Regions from separate parts of the Mus musculus genome. Here region 1 is linked to region 2. The links are chromatin contacts, called in public Hi-C maps. All regions are on one chromosome and are shown on one strand. Each heading gives the region's core, a stretch centred on a gene start, on an enhancer-like site or on the middle of the called end of the contact. The rest is flanking DNA. Distances are from core to core; before and after follow the strand shown.

Evidence for each region. A called contact is a pair of places that touch in the nucleus more often than the background predicts.
Region 1: a Hi-C map of the 63-12 cell line shows a contact between it and region 2, with 2.2 times the contacts expected there. The contact joins two enhancer-like sites. A contact is called at or near these places in 2 of 484 Hi-C or Micro-C datasets (the 63-12 cell line and B cells), 4 of 115 datasets of contacts at active chromatin or transcription factors (bone marrow-derived macrophages, effector CD8 T cells, large pre-B cells and 1 more) and 2 of 9 other capture datasets (adipose tissue and liver).

What each region holds. Positions count from the first base shown.
Region 1 is chr17:12,306,480-12,310,489 of GRCm38.p6, forward strand. The region is part of intron 1 of Map3k4 (mitogen-activated protein kinase kinase kinase 4); the gene reads right to left. Among named protein-coding and RNA genes, the nearest start is that of Map3k4, 10 kb to the right of the region's middle. Within about 2 kb of position 1,437, at least 63 of the 459 cell types and tissues checked have an H3K27ac peak or open chromatin away from gene starts, as enhancers often do. A contact at or near this core is called in the 63-12 cell line, B cells and bone marrow-derived macrophages, where this site is marked.
Region 2 is chr17:12,156,807-12,161,075 of GRCm38.p6, forward strand. All of the region lies in intron 2 of Agpat4 (1-acylglycerol-3-phosphate O-acyltransferase 4 (lysophosphatidic acid acyltransferase, delta)), which reads left to right. Among named protein-coding and RNA genes, the nearest start is that of Agpat4, 40 kb to the left of the region's middle. Within about 2 kb of position 2,630, at least 77 of the 459 cell types and tissues checked have an H3K27ac peak or open chromatin away from gene starts, as enhancers often do. A contact at or near this core is called in the 63-12 cell line, B cells and bone marrow-derived macrophages, where this site is marked.

The DNA.
Region 1 (4,010 bases), core at 187-2,686, 150 kb after region 2:
TGTCTGGAAACAGCTACAGTGTACTCATATAAATAGAAAATAAGTATTTAAAAAAATGTTGCAACATGTTTCAAGAGCTTTGCAGTTCTAGATAGGAACTAGAAGAAATCTATTCTAAAAAACGGAATAGTAAAAAGTGCACATGCCAGGAGGTGGTGGCGCACGCCTTTAATCCTGGCACTTGGGAGGCAGAGGCAGGCAGATTTCTGAGTTCAAGGCCAGCCTGATCTACAGATTGAGTTCCAGGACAGACAGGGCTACACAGAGAAACCCTGTCTCAAAAAACAAAAAACAAAACAAAACAAAAAAATGCACATTCATATTTGTATCAAGTCATCAAAGTGTAGTATTTTACAATTTAAAATATAAATGTGCTATAAAATAATTAAGCTGGGTATATTATCTACAAGATGGACATGCCTGCCACTGTTACATCACAGGGGATGATATGGTGAGTTATAAACTGCATAATGGGGGCAAGGGAATATGAGGGAAACCTGCGTCAGAGTCAGAGAACAAAAACACAGTGGCTGCTCCTCACTTTCTCAAGGCCAAGCACAAGTCAGCGTCCGGGAGCCACAGCTGCTGAGTCTTCACACTTAGGTTACTCTTCTAAGATGGACTATGTTTATTTTAAAATGGACTTGTGTTGCCTTTCTAACTGGTTACTTTAATTTAGTGGGCAGACCTCATGCACTTTCTGGAAAGGAAGTACATCAAATTGAAGAGAAAAATTACTCTTAAATATAGTGTGTAACGTTTAAAAGCTGAAAAGCATATTAATCTAAGCTACACACACACACACACACACACACACACACACACACGTCCTGTTAAATGAACAACTAAGAACTTACAAAGGAAAAGCTGGCTGTCCCCCCTCACTGCAACAAGGTACTTCATCAGTAGTCACAGCGGAGCATCTGGCTGCAGGACTTAGGGCCTGCCAAGCACCCATCACAATCTCAATGCATGCACAAGAAGCAACAGCTGGAGCCAAAGAGGATGTGGAAAAGCTGGGTCTCAAAAATCCACTTTCTCGTGTCTATGGCTTCTGCAGACGGGGAAAACTCTAGTTCTGAGAGGTCTGTGATGGCTCAAAGCAATTACAGTGGGTTTTCCCACTTCCTCCTACCTTAAGCCACAAGAAGCAAAATAGAAACACAATAATGGCACTAACCGGGCTGGTAGAGACGTCAGCACCAGCCTATGGAGCAGAAGCCATCATTGTCTCTTCTTCAGACGAAAGAACGAGGTTAAATCGCTTTCCCCAAATCACAGGGAGGAATCAAAAGGGAAGGTTCACTGCCCACCCAGTCCCGAAACCTCCTGAGCACCCGCAGCACTGCCTCCCTCAGCCGGGAGGTAGGGAGGCATCCGTGGTACTGTTTGCACCCAGCCACTAGAGGAGACAAGGAAGCAACAACTTCCCGTCCGGGCCCTCAGGCAGAGAACCAGCCACTGAGAGCACCACATGCAAGTGCAGCCGGTAGCACACTAGCACAGAAAACCAGAGCTCAAAGACACAAGCGGGAACCGCAATCCCGGGCAACAGAGAGAGGCAGGGGACACTGACGTAATGCTTGACAGAAGAAGAAAGCAAGACTGCTCTATCCTAAGCCTACATGTGCTCTCATGGTCCCCCACTTTCTCCCTCCCTCCCTCCTTCGTTCTCTTTTCCTTTCTCTCTCTCTCTCCCTCCTTCCTTCCCTCCCTCCCCACTCTCACACACACACATCAAAGATAAATAAGTTCCAATTATCATCTTTAAGGATTAGACTATTTGAAAATGTAAGACCCGGGTCAGTGTTTTGGAGCAAAGTGAATTGATCAGCCAAGGCATCCATCCGTTCATACACTCAAGCCAATGTGACTCTCTTAAATAAATCCCCAATTTTAAACCGAAGCATAAGACCTACCTGCTCCACTGGAGAGCTGTCCACAGGACAGATGCAGTCTGGCCTGAGTGACGGCGCAGCGTGACCGCTACGAGATAAGGATCTTGCTATTTTCCTCCAAATTACTTACGTTCCACGCTCTCGTAACTAATCTCAACCAAGAGACCAAGCAAATGCGGACAGGAAGCAACTTAGCTTGACTCCCAATGCGAGGAATATAGTCCATCCAGGGTGGTGGGTGGAGAGCCCCGCTCCCCAGAGCCAATGGTAGCAACAGAGGCTTGGGAGAGGGGCTTGTTCAAATCTTACTGGACGGGATTCAGAGAGCTCCAGACACAGTGGAGACAGCTAGCCCAGCACCTGTAGCCTACCCCTGCCAGCTAGGCCCCAGGCCACAAAGCTTTCACAACCTCCCCCCAAACAGTGCAACTATCTGGGGGGGGGGGGATGACCTGTTCACACAGGTGAGCCTGGGGAAGACGGCTCCTACTGAAGCGGTAGCATTGTTCCACAGACCACGCAGACACGTGGCCATCTGTGATGCAAATGAGTCTAGTCCATACTCCAAATGGCCTCAGTCTCAGGGTTCCTACACTGCTGGAAAGGCCAGGGTCTTCTTAGGGTTGAGGAAATGTTATAACTCTAACCCCTTTTAAATCAAAACACAGATTAACATACTTCCAACATACAGCCGCATGGAGGGAAAACTGCCATTTCCTAGGAGAGGACCTGGAGGGCAGCAGGGAAAGGCTGGCCAGGGCAAGGCTGGCCACAGCAGGGCAAGGGGAAAGCCTGAAGCCTCCATGTCCATAACCGGGGCCTCCTGCTGACACCGGTCAGAGGCAGAACGGGCTGAACTGCCGAGGTGCCTGCAGCACATAGAGCTACTCTCTCTTTGGCCAGCCCTACTTGGTACCCTCAGCTTTCCTCCACAGGAGCCCCCACGTTCCTCACATCCGGTCACTTAGATGTCACCTGCACAGCTGCACACATAACCTATTGAGGAGCTTCACGAAGGGACTCCAACCCTGCTACACATGGCCTAGCTCAGCCTGGGACACTGGTATAAGCCTCCACCACCCTTACGTTTGTTGATCCACACACACAGAAGAGTCCTACGTGGATTACTACACCAAGATACACCCACGGTGGAGGCTAGCTGCCCACGGCTGCAGTGGCCTGAGTCCCTGTACGGCTGAAGCTAGGGAGCACCTGTATTGATGATCGGGTTGGAGCACTGTACCTTGGGGGCACCGTCACTCTAAGGTCACACTTGGAGTGTACTTTCTCTCCTCTGTTACAGGCACTGCTTCACCAACAGCACTTCTGTGCAAACTTTAAACTCAAACTCTTACTTGCCAAAGTTCACAGTTGTCACACGTCTCTGCTCTGCTCTGTAAACTCACTATAAACCTGACCCAAAGCAGTGAGCAGCCACCGCACAGCACCCCCAACTCATGCACTGCTGAATTCATTTCCACCAAAGAAATCCGCCTGCTATCTCTGGAGTCAGCTCGCTCTAGTTCTCTTCCACAGCAGCCCCATTCCTGACATCTTTAACACACTAGAGTCTCCAGTGCAGAAAACAGCCAAATTCTCCCTAGAATGCAACATGAATGGCCACTTGCCCTGTTCCCAGCAGATTCCTGTCCTACACTGACACCTCCTGAGCCTACTCTTACTGTCTACACACACTGATGTCCTGGTCTTCCAGACTCCACGAAGAATATCTTATTAAGCTCTGCTTACAACATTCTAGGGCTTTCTTGCCTGCAACTCCAAACGTTTCCACATTCCTCCCACAAACCAGTTTCAAAGGCCTACAGACAACAGTGATTGTAATGACTTACAGACCACAGTCACAATAATGGCCTATACACCATGGTCAGAGTAACAGCCTTAGAGACCACATGGTCCTAGTAACAGCCTTGTAACTAACACAGTCACAGTAATGGCCTTATGGATCGCATGGGCATAGCAATGGCCTACACACCACAGTCATAGCAATGGCCTACACACCACAGTTATAGCAATGGCCTACACACCACAGTCATAGAAATGGCCTTACTTCTGAGTACAATTTCTGCGGCTGCTTTTCTTGTCGCTGTGACA
Region 2 (4,269 bases), core at 1,380-3,879:
GGACGCTCCCATACCAAAGACCACAATGACTTCAGTAACAAAGCACAGAATGGATGCTGTACTCCACAGCAGGACACAGGGAAGATTGGTGAATAATTGACTTCAGGGTGGGGCTTGCCTTTCTTTTCCTTGATTTTGTTTTCCTCACTATGTATAGAAAAAGAAGCTATGTCAGACCCACCCTGTGCGCTGGCAGAAGAAGGAGCCAACCGAGCAAGCTCCTTTAAGGTCAAAAAATGAAGATATTGTAAAGTGGGTAGAGGTTGGGTTGCTCTGTGCATAGCAGTGTCTAGGGCATCTGTGCTTTTTAATCTCTAGGGAAAAAAGGCTGACACAGGTCACTCTGACATTTTGCTGTTTTTTTTTTCCCCCTGACACTATAGACTTCAAACTACAGCAACAGAACCAGAAAACTTAGTAGTCTATTAATGTCAGGAGGAAAAAAAGGTGGCGTGGAAGGCTGGAATGAAGCTCCTATTTTAGCAAAGACTGGAGAAATAAAACAAAATGAAAATGTTTCCAGCCTCAGCCCTGACCCTGCACTTGGGGCCTGGCTGCCAAGTTCACTGTCCCTGTACATGCGTCCAGGACATCTGAGTCTGCCCAGTAGAGTCTGTGAGCTCTGCTGCTTCTGGTTTCACCTGGCAGTTAGCCTTATACCACCCCACAGAATCCCTGCCATGGGCAAAGAGAAAAGACAGATGGGGGAAGGAGGGAGACAACTCTTGGTGCTAGGATGCCAAACAAAGTATTTTTTAAATTTAATTAAATAATTAAATTAAATAATTATTACATAATTATTTAATAATAATTAATTTAAAATAGTTTAATTAAAAAATTAATATGTGTGTGTGTGTGTGTGTGTGTGCACCCGCGTGTGTGTATGTGAATGTTAGTTTGTGCACATGAGATCATGTGCCCATGGAGGCCAGAGGGGTTGGAGTCTCCTGGAACTAGGGTTACAGGTGGTTGTGAGCTGTCTGATTTTATAGTCTAGAAACTGAATCTAGGTCCTCTGCAGGAGCGGTGCATGCATGCTCTTAACCACTGAGCCATTTCTATAACCTCCAAATAAAGTATTCTGCCCACCTGTTTATGGCCTGACCACTGACCAGCCACAGAAACCCTCAGCCAGTTGATAAGCCTACAGTTGATGATGGAAGGCAGAATGAGGTCCTGTGGACAAATGCTTCCTAAATTGTTTCAAGTTGGGTTAGAAATGTAACCAGTTTCAATGGGTAGAGTGCTTGCCCAGCATGTAGGAGGCCCTGAGTTAGTTCCTGGGCACTCCTATAAATTGAGGGTGGTAATGCCTGAATTTAAGGTCATCTTCAACTACAAAGCTGCCTTGAAATCAGCCTAGGATATGTGAGATCTTGGCTCAAAAATAAATAAGTAAATTTCAAGATGAAATTTTAGAGTATTTGCTACAAGGGGCTGGGGCTCAAGGGGGTATGGCAAATGTTTCTTTCTCTTCCCATTATGGTTTGTTACTCAGGCAACTTTAAAAACCTAGTATGTGGGCTGGAGAGATGGCTCAGTGGTTAAGAGCACTGACTGTTCTTCCTAAGGTCCTGAGTTCAAATTCCAGCAACCACGTGGTGGCTCACAACCATCTGTAATGAGATCTGATGCCCTCTTCTGGGGTATCTGAAGACAGCTACAGTATACTTACTTATAATAAATAAATAAATAAATAAATAAATAAATAAATAAATAAATCTCTTTTAAAAAGCTTAGTATGCTTGATATAAAGATAAGAAAGAATCGACCAAGAATCCCATGTTTCTGATAAACTGTTTTGATTTATTGTTATTGCTGTTTATTTATATCCTCTTCCTGTTTTCCCAACGCAAGTTCCCCTCTGAAGATCACTTGCCTGTGTCTGTGGTTGGCTGATTGGCAGTGGTTTAGCATGGGTACTGGAACAAGCTCCAGGTATCACTTAAAGGCCTCCCACGGGCTCTACTGGAGACAGGCCATTTCTCTTGCCTCTCTTGCTTAAACTATAGCAGGTCTGGGAGAAGCTGCCTTAATCCTGTCTGAAAGAGGCAGTCAGGGCTTGGCGCCTTGTCAATCACAGCCTCAGAAAGGGCTGTATATGAGGGAAAGGAGAGGCTACTATGTTGCCAAAAGACACTGGGCTGGGTTTTCATGTATGTGTGTGGGGGCTGAGGGGTCCAGAATGGATGACCATAGGAACTAAGAGTCAGTTCTTGTCCTACTGAGGTAAGTAGATTTTCCGTCCGGACAGAGCCTCAAGTACAGTTTTGAAAGCAATCCCATCTTCAGGCTGGGTGGAAGACTGGTCATCTGTTCCTTCCCCTGAGTCCAGTTCTTTGGGTCATCGCAGTTAGGTGTCAGTGGATCTCAGTGAGGTGTCAGTGGAAACTTCTGCAGACTCCACAACCTGAGGGACCTGGGAGAGAAGCAGCCAGTGGCCCGTGGATCAAAATATAGGACAAGAGGAACTGCGTTTCTGTATCCCTGGAGACAGTTGTGGTGGCAGCTGTTTCTGGCTGTTCAGTCTCTTTTCCTCTCCAGCCAGCACAGCAGTGTAGGCCCTTCCCCGCCCTGAGGCCAGCAGGCCCTCCCGTCCGCCATGTTGGAAAGTATGTCTGGGCGCGGCTGCTGAGGGCCTGCTGGGGTAAACCTGAGTCTGTACTTCCTCTTCCCTGCTGACTAAATGTGCGTTACATTGAACGTAGTAAATTTCAAAACAAAACTTTTTTTTTAATTAAGAATTTTTCACTTCCTGCTTCATCTAGGGAACTCTTGTGAGGAAGGGTTGATAGTTGGCTCATGGTTTGTGTTCCAGGGCCATTGAGGTAGAGACAGCAAGATGCAGTAGGCAAAGTCCTGTGCTTTCATCGGTGGTGCCCATGTGTTGATTCCGGGCATGACTAGTGCTTACAAAACTCACACAGCTCCCCAGCACCCTCCCACTTTTTGGATGGGGGTAAGTGGGAGTCCGCTGAAGGCAGTTGCTTCTTTCAGCTTGTCAATGGAGCCAGGCTGAGTGCCACCAGAAAACTGTATCCCTGAGAGACCAGGCCCACACCCATTCCTTGCTCAAGCAGACGCTCGTTAGTGTTGCTGAAAGGAGGCCTGTGAGCCCATGCTGTGTGGAGTTCATGACAAGATCATCTGGACCAACCTAGCTGGAAACAAGGCAGCCCCATGCGCAAGCAGCCCTGGTCAGTGTGCAGGAAAGGGAGGGAGCACGTGAGAGGGGAGGGGAGAACCAGGCACAGGCTTGCTTGCCAGGGACTCAACTGGAGCCCCACCACCTACGGGTGTATACAGAGGCTGGAGGTAGGTTCATCTAGATCCCAGAGAGGGCAGTCCTCCTGTGAGAAGGGGACTCTGGAGAGGCCAATGGGGAACTAGGGAAAAGAAGAGGCTGTCCAGCATCCAAGAAACAGAGCTGGGGAGGAACCGCATGCGCAGATGCACCCCGTTTCCTGTGTTGCAACCTGGCTAGGGACCACACTGTGTGGCTAGTCCCAGTCAAGATTTGTTTAGGGACTTCAAGGCTAACCCCTTTCCCTAGGTGGTGTTTCCCAGACTGCTGTCTGATGTATGGAGGCCACCTGGATCCGTGGGCTGTGTTGTGTGTACTCACACTAGGCCCCAGGGCAGCGGTTCTCAGCCATCCTAATGCTGCAACTCTTTAATAATATACTTCCTCATGCTGTGCTGACCCCCAACCATAAAAGTATTTTTGTCTCTACTTCATACTGTAAGTTTGTCACTATAATAAATTGTAGTGTAAATCTCAGTTCTCTGGTTGCTTGATGCCCTGCTAAGGGGTTGAGACCCACTGCCCTAGGACAAGGCACCCTTGTGCCAGGGAGCACTCTGCCTGTCAGGGCCTCTGAGGCCAGATGGCTAAAGGCATCTCCCTGCTCTGTCCCACCTAAGGGATGTCTGTCACCAGGTGACAGATGGTCAGTGGGTGGAAAGTCACAGCTATGGAAGGCAGGTGCTCTTCCCTCCCAGAAATCCCACCAGGGACCCAGACTTTACCAAAGACTCGCGCCTGATGTTGAGGAATACTTGCAGGGTACCTTTGGGGCTCCCCACCCACCCTAGTTTGCTCAATTGTAGGCTGGCTCAGAGACAGGTTGTCTGATAGGCACTGCGATGGTTAATTTTGGTTGCCAACCTGACTACATTTAGAATGAACTAACAAAATGCAAGATTATGAGCATGCCTGTAAGGGAATTTTAGCTCACTGGGTCATGTGAGGTAGAAAGGCCCACCTTT